2 separate regions of the Zea mays genome follow, and region 2 is linked to region 1. A link is a contact called in public Hi-C data. All regions are on one chromosome and are shown on one strand. Each heading gives the region's core, a stretch centred on a gene start, on an enhancer-like site or on the middle of the called end of the contact. The rest is flanking DNA. Distances are from core to core; before and after follow the strand shown.

Region 1 (5,155 bases), core at 1,641-4,140:
TAAAAACAACCCAGCACTACAGATGGTAGGTTTCATCGAGTTTGAGCCTCAAAACTTGGCGGTGCTGTTCTGACAAGAATCAGAGGTGGCACATGGCGTCATCGCGAAGGGTGCATCGAGGTAAAGCAACTTCGTGTGCAGCGTGTGGCCGTCAGATGCATATTCCAGGAGTTGGTCCATTTTGCCCCCAGTTAACTGGATAAGCTCTTTATATCTAGGGGTAATTTCGATTAGCGAAATAACTCTATATAAATACGAGGGAGGGCTGTTGTGTACAACCATCTCTTTGGTTATCTTTCATTAGGTTCTTGTTTAGAAAAACTTAGTTTCTTTCTATAGGTTGCATAGTTTAGCCCGAGATCCACAGATGATTTGTAACTCCACATCTATGAACCTATGATTTTGTGAGGAAGGGTGGCAATAACCATCAGCGGTCTAGCGTTCATCAAATCATGTGCTCAGTTTGTGGTTGGTGCAATTTTTTTTGATTTTATCTCCACTCTTGATTCCTCTCTTCTCTCTTTAGTTTTTGAGAGAACCTTTGATCTCTTGAGTTGTTGTTTGTATTGGAGATTGACTTGCAGTGAATATCAGTCTCTAGACCACTCCAAATATCAGGTTTGAGTAGTTTTTGGTTGTGATCCAATATCACCTCATTTTGAATTCATTTGAGAAAACCCCAACAAAACCTCAATCAAAGCGAGATTTTGAATCTATTCATGCGATGTTGATTTGTTCTAGTTGAAACTTCACAAAACATCTTCTTTCTCTCTGCACGAATTGTTTGTGAAATTTGAGAGGATTATGTGCAGGTTTTGTGGTGAGTCACTGTCGCTCACCTGCGCAGCACTACCGCTGCCTAGCACTACCGACCATTAGAGCGGCACTACCGCTTCGTCTGTTCTATAGTTTTGCTTATGGTTTTCTACATATTGTTGTGTTTGTTTTGTTATAGTATTTTGTTGCAGTCAATCAACACTGTATTGATATGCACAATGTTCTACTGCTTTTCATTGTCCTGTGGGGTTTGTGTTGAAGTTGGGATCAAGTCACGATGCTCTCGAGTAGAGAAATTTTTAGTGGCTCCCATTCACCCCCTTTGGTCATCTCATCGGTCCTTCAATTGATTTTGGAGCTGGTTAAGGATCAATACATCCTAATCGGTTATTGATTGATTGAAGGTGACATGGAACGAGGTGTTGGCAAACCTCTATTCTTCAATGTGACAAATTACCCATACTGGAAGATTTGCATGTCTGCGTGTCTTTAGAGTATCAGCTATTAGGTATGGGAGATTTTCCTTGATGCTGCTTTCGAGGTTCATGGTGCTCGAATTATGCCTATGTAGATAGAGTTCTGTGATTTGAACAACAAAGCCAGAAAAGATTTGTTCTCATGTCTCTCGTTTGCTGAGTTTGAACGAGTTGTACATTGGGTATGACTAACAAGATCTAGTCCACCCTCGAGAAATTCCATGAGACCAATGATCACATAAAGACCAGACCCTTTGAGATGTACATGCGGGAGTATGAGAACTTTGTCCAGTTGGCTGTAGAGATGATCAACATCATGTTCTCTCGGTTCCAGTTAATAGTGAACAAGACGCGCGCAAACAAGGCACAACTGACCTATGATGATCATGAGAGAGCACTCAAGTTACTATATGCTCTAGATCGGAGGGTTGGGAGGTAAAGGTCTCAGTGATCATCAAGTCGCCCAATTATGAGACTCTCACCATGGATGAGCTGTTCAGTAAGCTCAAGTCCACTAAGATTGACCACCAGACTCGAGCCAAGATTGAGAACCTTCGTGCATCCACAATGGCCCTGGTCTCTGGAGGTGGTTCTTCTTCTAATCCTTCACCCGCTTTGTTTGCTTTATCTTTTTTGTTGACCATCATAGAGGAGTAGGTGGAGAGCCTTAAGGATGAGGAGCTGGTGCTTGTGGCCAGCAGGTTCACGTGGTTTCACAACAACCGCTAGAACATGTGGTGTGGCGAGTACAAGGATGGATGTTATAACTACGGTGACCCTGACCACTTCATCACTAGTTTCCCCAAGAATGGTAAGCCGGAGGCTAGACAGTGCGACCACCACTCTGGTCGACGCAAGGGAAAGTGCAAGTACACCACCAACGAGCACAAGTCCAAGGGGAGGTTCGACAAGGAGGCACTCAAGAAGAAGTACCTCTAGAAGGCCAAGTTGAAGGAGTGTGCCTTCCTCGCCTCCCTTAGCAACCTTGACCACGACTCCGGTGACTCATCTTCTTCCTCGAGCAACAAGGAGCTTGAGAGGCAGGTGTAACACCCAAAATCCAATTTTGGTAATTTATAGTAATTCTACCAAAAAGAAATAAATGAAAATGTGTTATAGTAAGAATTTTCCCTACCTCTGAAATTATTTTCTTGAAACTGAATAAATGGTAAATGTTAAATTATTGATTAACTAGAATTCAAATTTAAAACATACGAAGTTTCAATTTGTTTATTGAATAAACGAGCCTTACTAGAACATTTATTTGAATAAGAAAAATAACTAATATAAAAAATTACTTTGATATATTGTATCTCATGCTTGGTTTTTTTATTGTTGCATTTGAATTTAAATTAGAAGTTTGAAACTTATTTGAAATATGAAACATTAAAATGGGAAGGAAAGAAAATAGGAAACTAAAAGAAAAGAGAAAAGGGAAGACACATCCGATTTGGGCTCTCTAATTGCTTGGCTCATTTCTTGATCATGTCAGCCCACTTCACCAACGCAGGTGCACAGCCCATGTGCCCCTTCGTCTTTTTTTTTCTTTTCTTTATTAGTCCAGCCACAGATGAGATCGCTACGACATCACGCTTACATCAGCTAATGTGTCACTAACATGTGGGCCTCCTCGTCCGGTCTTCATCCTTCTCCTTCGAAACGGACTACGGCTGTCGCAAAACAGACTCGCGCCTAGGACTCTCACCACCCCGTTGGCCATCTCAGCTAGTCAGCTCTCATCCACTCACACGCTCGACCGCCCGCTAAGACAGTCGGGTGGGTCCTACCAGTCAGGATCCTCTCCTCTACCACCGGCCGATCTGATCAGAGGAACTGCAGTTCAGTTTCTCCTGCGATCTCCGTAACAAACTGGACCACCGCGGAAATCGCTAAGGATTGTTGGTAACTCGCATTCCCATAGGGACTCATCGAGCAGGGATATAAATACCGGGTACCTACACCCTCTCAGCCAGCAAGTGCATGCGATCTATACTTACGCCATAGCAGTGGCGGAGGACACGCCAAAATCATAGTATTGCTAATACAATGACAAAAAATTACAACACAATCTACATAACTACAAATGAATATGGAAAATACCTTATTCAAGAGTTATCGTGGTCAAATGCCATATAACGATTAAAATATGAAAAAGAGAAAAATGAGTTAATAATAACAAATTGAAGTAAAAGTTATTAAACTAGTGAAATAAGAATATACCTCTAATTGAGTCTAGTTCTAGGAAATCTAGACAACTGCATTTGCCCACTTTTCTTATTTTAAAATGTATTGTAAATTTTTTGAAGATCAAGTTAATTAAGCACACAATCAAGTCATTTAATCGACCATTGGTCATCTGTGTCGCATAATAAAAATCTATTCATTTTCAAAGAGGTATACTTTTTGGTAGTCTTTTTTCCCTTAGTTTTCGTTTCCAACCATGGTTGTTGTCTGGTGCTACTTGTTGGATCAATCCTGGGTCGTCATATGCATATCCCCTCCGCTTGGCGATGTTGTGTGAAAGGAACATCAGATCAAATTCCTTGCCCAATAAATTCAAAAAAATGCTGGTGACCCATGCAAAATAAACATATTGCCTAGTCGATAAATAAAATCTTCCTTGGATAATGATTAAGAAACTTTGCTCCAGCGAGGGTGAGAGGTCGTGACCTCAGCGACCATGAGGGCGAGGGAGCCTTGGCGCCAGCCAACGACGAGCTGGTCCCAACAAAGCCACGGAGGCTAGAGGCGGTCCTAGCCTCCTGGGACTCGAAGGATCGTAGAGGAGCATGAGGTGCTAGCAAGATGGTGGGCGGAGGCGCCATTCTGCAACCCTGTCGAAGGCCTATTGGTGAAGACTCAAAACTAGATGCGTTCAAGGATAGTTTTTTTTACTATTGGCTCCTTCATCTATTAGGATAAGGTATTGCTCAAGCAACACCAAGCCACGTTGGGCCCTCTGCCCCTATGCCATTGACCGAGCTCGCCGCCGTAACTGCTATAGCTGCTACGCGCCTACATTGCCAATTAATTCTAAGAGATATGATAGGGAGGATCGCGAGGATGTTGGGAACCTACACCTCGGTTAGCCAAGCGCTGCATAGACCTAGCTATGGAAGCACAATCGATCATCGGAGTGTGTCAAGTCATGGTGCCCGTCGCCGACCTATGTCATCGCTCCAAACGCCGGTAAGGTCCCCTGAGTCGCTTCGTCGTTCTCGCCTCACCGTTTTGCCCTTGTACACCCGAGGGATTAAGTAACGGAACACTAGACGCCCTTCACTTTGGCGAAGCCCCACCTCGGAAAACCACCCAACACCTCTAGGGAGCCGTCGTAAGGAAGGAAGAAGTACGAGTGACGTTGATCCCATAGTGGATGGCTGAGATTAGAACGTTTCTTACCCCTTCGCCATATTAGATACCTAGCGTTGATCTGTGATCCTGCGGCTCGTGTAGCGTACCAGTTAAGATAAAGAAAGAATCTAATATGCGCCCTCAGATCAAGATCCAATGACTCAGAGACAGCGCGATATACAACCGTGTCATTTTACTAAAGAACCCCTGTAGATCTGGTGAATCAGCTCGCACTACACCTACGTATAGAAAGTATTTAATTGAGGTCCTAACATTAATGGATTTAACCCTGAGCTTCCCTAAATTATTGTCCACCGTCCCAGGCTGCGGGAAAATAAATAAAAATGAGTTAGAAAATCAAGAAAATCCCTGGAAATTCTAATGTAAAAATAAACCAATAAATTATAAAATCCATAACTAATTCATTTTAACTCCAATTTTAGTGGTTCTCGAACCTAGGATTTAGTGGCGACATGTAGAATATTAATGTGTGGTTTATTTCCATCATTTGTGTAATGTTATTTTTATTTATTCTTTGTCTATCTGTA
Region 2 (4,814 bases), core at 600-3,099, 240 kb after region 1:
TGATTTTTCAACCATAAAGTGCTTTGCAGAAAATAAAGCACTAGGGAGGGATGCATGGCAGGCACTACTCACCATCTCCACTCTTTTTCCCCCCTTCCTCTCATGCTCTTTCTCTCTCCCCTCTCTCTCTCTCTCTCTCTTCTTTGTTGGGTGCACTCCACACTCACTCACCAGGCGTTGCGCTTGTCTCCGGTCTCATGATGAATCTAATCCTCTCATCAATTGCAGAAAAAAGGTGAGCAAGAACACACAGACACTTGCTCCAGACTTCAACGCCACTTGTTCTAGTAGTGATCTGGTCAATCTAGTGATTCTCTCTCATGTCTCTAAATGTGTGTTTCAACTCTTCATAATCTTTTGGTTAGCTAGCTTAGCTAAGAATGAAGAGAAATATATGTATGTGTGTGTGTGTGTCTGCTTTTCCTGTCGCAGAGGATCAGACCATGATGAATTTGGTGGTTAGTTAGCTAGCTCTTTCACTTGTCTTATAGGTAATGCACAGGAAACTGAAACAACGCATAATAAGAGACATGCAACGCAAAGCCTTTTGCTGAGGCCAACAAGGAAAGGAAGGTAGCGTAAAGCACGAGAGAGACTCACCATTTGCGAGGTCGAGCATGAAGTCGGCCGGGTTGACGTGGAAGCCCGGCGCGAAGCCGACGGAGGCGAAGTAGTCCATGGCGTCGCGGCCGGCGCCGAAGTAGAGGCAGCTGCCCTCGGCGAGCAGCAGCACGGAGTCGAACATGCGGTAGACGCGGGAGGAGGGCTGGTGCACGGACAGGACGACGGTGCGTCCCTTCCTTGCCAGCGCCGACAGCGTCGCCACGAGGCGCGCCGCGGCGGTGGAGTCCAGCCCCGACGTGGGCTCGTCGAGGACCAGCAGGCTCGGGTTCACCAGCAGCTCGTGCCCGATGCTGACGCGCTTGCGCTCCCCCCCGGACACGCCGCGCACGAAGGCGTTCCCGACGACGGTGTCGGCGCACGCCGCGAGGCCCAGCTCCGCGATCACGGCCTCGGCCGCGGCGGCCTTGGCGGACGCCGGCGCGGACCGCGGGAGGCGCAGCATGGCGCAGAAGGCCAGCGTCTCGCGCACCGTCAGGTGCGGGTGCAGCACGTCGTCCTGCGCCACGAACCCCGTGCGGCGCTGCACGGCGCGGCACGGAGGGCGCCCGCCCGCCAGGACCGTCCCGCTGTGGCGGCCCGCCAGCCGGCCCCCCAGGATGGACAGCAGCGTCGACTTGCCGCTCCCCGATGGGCCCAGCACCGCTAGCACCTCCCCCGGACGCGCCTCGCCGGTGATCCCCTTGAGGATCGTCCGCTCCTCCGCCGTCGCGGGGGCGCCGGGACCCGAGTGTGATATCCGGCCGCCCGGCGGCGCCTTGGACGCCGACCGCTCCGTCTGCTTGACGCGGTACGACACGTCGATGAACTGGAGACAACCGACAAATCGGTGTGTTAATTTGGATTCAATTCCTTTGGAAGCAGGTATATATAGCCGTCGTCTCCTATAGTCCTCTAGCCTCCTAGGTCGTCGCAGGCACCACCTACCTGGAGGTCGAGCGGCGTGCAGACGGTGGTCAAGAAGCAGTCCATCTTGGACGCCGCAGGGGCCGTCGTGGCGAGGGCGCCGCCGCCGCCGCTTCCGTGCACGTCCTCGGCGTTAGGAGGCATTGTACGTACGTGGCCGCTAGTATCGAACAAAGCACAAGATGCTCCAGCAGCTTATATAGAACGCAGCAGGATTGGGTGGTGTGGATGGGACTGGCCAGGGGTGCAAGGTGGCCGCTTGCGATAGAGAGAGAGAACTTGAGGGGAGGCCGGGGCAGCTTATTAGCAGAGTGATGAGGAGGAAGGGGACGGCGAGGCGGGGCGCGGTTTATATGGAGGCGGCCATGCGGGTGGTGGTGAGGTCCACGTCACGGTTAGTGGGGGAGAGGGGGCACGTGGCGGGAGCCCGGGAGGGCGCGGCGAGTGGGGCGGCGGGCCCACCGGCGGAGGACGGAACGGAGCGGAGCCGCTTTTGGACCCACCAGCTGGTCCATCCGTGTGTGACACCGGTCGTCCGGACTCCGGACGTTCCATCCTTGTGTGACACCGGTCGTCCGGTCCGGGAAAGATGCGATGCAATGCAACGGCGGGAGAGGACGGGCAGCTAGAGAGGTGTACACGTTTGCTACTCCTACACCAGCAGGGGGCGGGCTGGCTGCCTGGGTTGGGGAAGGAAGGCCACACGAAACTGTGGCGGCGTAGTGGGGCGGCATGTGCACAAGCACAGCGTACAGCAGAGACTCCCCCGTCCCAACCGCGCTGCCTGCTCCTTCCCTGCCGTTAAAACAAAAGATAATTGGTGATCTGCTATAACCTAACGTTACTTCAAAACTATTTTTTAATAATTCATAAAAAACAGTATCAGACGATTACGATTCCCTATTGCGTTTCCTGTAAAAATGTGCTGTGCGTGTGATTTACTCTAATCAAATAGGAGTGCTTATTTCACATAATAATAAATATTAGGGATCTAATCTTTATTTAAATCTTTGGTCGATCGAACTAGTAATAACTAATAAGCACTCGATCCCTACCTCCGTAGAGGAAATAGTGCAACAATTCTCGTTCCTCTGTGGGTCAAACAAATTTAAGTTCAATTAAATTAATGTAAAAACGAATCGATAATTATCCATGAAATATATTTTTATAGTACTAAATATTATTTTTGGTACACCCGATACAGTTCAAAGCAAACTGGCATGTCTATAAGGCTTAACATCGTGTAATTTTTTTTGACGCAATATGGATATATATCGTCTGCTGGTTTCTCGGTACTTGCATGACACCACACCACCAACGGCCGGTCAAAAGAAAACTAGAGGTGCATGCTACTACTGCCTAATCTAGTGCCGACTACACACACAGAAACTCACAGTGACCGTGGATCGATAAGCTGATAACGTCAGCGTCGCCGCTCTCCCACGCACCCATGTATATGTATATATAGGCCGTGCGTTTGGCGCATGCAGAAGGCCGGTTCGTTCCAGCAGCTCGCATTGCCATTCTCGTGTGTGCTGGCTGCCAGTGCAATGCAAGCTACTCCTCCTGTACAAGGCTACAACACCATCAGCCGCATCAGCGACGTGGAGTACGACGGATAGGCATGCCTACGTTGCAGACTCGGAGGCAGGAATGGAGGATGGCCATGCAGTCATATCATCGAGGTCGTAGGCTATATATATAAATATATATAGCTCGTAGTCGTAGGAGTAGCTACCACTGTACCGCTAGCTCCTTGCGTTTCTACCGTCAGTAGGTCAAGTAACTAGTCCGGGCAACGAGGCAAATATATAGAAGCACTCCAAGGCAACAAGGCGGCCCCGGCCCCGGCCCCCGCGCGTCTCCATCTGTCCTCGTCCACGATGCCCCGCCAGGAAACCTGCCGGGTGCCGGCGACCCTGCACTGCACCCACCACGAGGTACAGCTCCTTCTTTGGATCTGCGTGCATGCGATGCCACGACGACGTGTATGTCCAGCCACTACCTCTCGCGGGCATATGCCGACAAGCTGCACGTACGTATATACTGCGTGTACGTAATACGGACCACCTCACGTCAGTTACTCTCTGCTTCCCCGCCCCCTATAAACCTGTACTACTGCTGTATGTATATACCGCGATACATGCTGCGCGAGACGAGCGCGATGCGTGCAGCTTCGAAGAGAAGAGGGTATACATACATATCCGTGTATTATTCCTTCTACATACAATGTGTTGCGTGCCCTCATATAATACTCGAAACTTATTTACAATGACATAAGTAAACGTGCGCGCGCGGCTAATAAATAACATTATTTTTTCTTTTAACGGCTAATATATAATAAAATCCTACCTACGTCGTGTTGTAATTTAAAGACCGTGTCGTACCAGTTATTGAGAACCATTATTGAGAATGAGGTCACCGGATTACAAGTTGTAGTCTACCACCTAGAGTTTGTGGTGCTACTATGGATAGAACTTCTAGAGCTGCTCGATTTTCCATGAGTTCCCTACTAGAGTACCATCCATCTAGGTTAGCCGGTATGATCCGGGCCGAGTTACTTCTGTAATCATGAAAGGTCCTTCCCATGGTGGTGACAACTTGTGTCGTCCCTCTTCTGACTGTATGCGACCAAGCACCAGGTCTCCGACTATGAACGCCCGGTGTCGTACAACTTTTTCATGATAGCGCCTAAGGGTTTGGTGATATATGTCTGACTGCAATGTTCAAACGTTCTTCTTCTAGTACATCGTTTCCTCAAGTCAGGTTGCTTCTGCCTCAGCAATGCTTTTGAAGGTTAATGTGGGTGCCCCGAAGGCCAAGTCTGCTGGCAATACTGCCTCGAATCCATACACCATAAAGAAAGGTGTAATTCCATGTAAGGATCAGTTGAGCTGAGTTCGCAAGCTCCAGACCACATAAGGTAGTTTCCTGATCCATTTCTCTGCAAGCTTTTCATTTTTGTCAAAGACTTTATTTCTGAGTACTTCTAATACCATCCCATTTTCTCTATCCACTTGCCCATTAGCTCTAGGGCGCACTACTGACTCATATTTGAGCTGGATACATTTATGCTCACAGAAGTCAAAAAAATTTGCGCTAGTGAAGTTTGATCCCAGGTCTGTGATGATGCTATTGGGTATCCCAAATCTAAAGATGATTTCTTGGATGAACTTTACTGCTTTGGCTGAGGTCAGGTTGCAATCGGCTTGTATTCTATCCATTTTGTAAATTTATCGATGGCTACCAACACATGCGTGTTTCCAACCTCAGCTTTCTTGAACGAC

The links. Hi-C and Micro-C count contacts between places; a contact is called where the count stands out from the background.
Region 2: a contact with region 1 is called in a Hi-C map of bundle sheath, with 4 times the contacts expected there. The contact joins the promoter of LOC100281598 here to the enhancer-like site in region 1. A contact is called at or near these places in 5 of 25 Hi-C or Micro-C datasets (bundle sheath, ear, endosperm and 2 more).

What each region holds. Positions count from the first base shown.
Region 1 is chr4:212,133,906-212,139,060 of Zm-B73-REFERENCE-NAM-5.0, forward strand. No RefSeq gene overlaps it. Among protein-coding and RNA genes, the nearest start is that of LOC100277850, 32 kb to the left of the region's middle. Within about 2 kb of position 2,891, at least 17 of the 20 cell types and tissues checked have an H3K27ac peak or open chromatin away from gene starts, as enhancers often do. A contact at or near this core is called in bundle sheath, ear, leaf and 1 more, where this site is marked.
Region 2 is chr4:212,374,040-212,378,853 of Zm-B73-REFERENCE-NAM-5.0, forward strand. LOC100281598 (ATPase, coupled to transmembrane movement of substances) reads right to left here and starts at 1,850. Exons shown (of 3, transcript NM_001154517.3): 1 at 1,549-1,850; 2 at 601-1,429. The coding sequence starts at 1,671.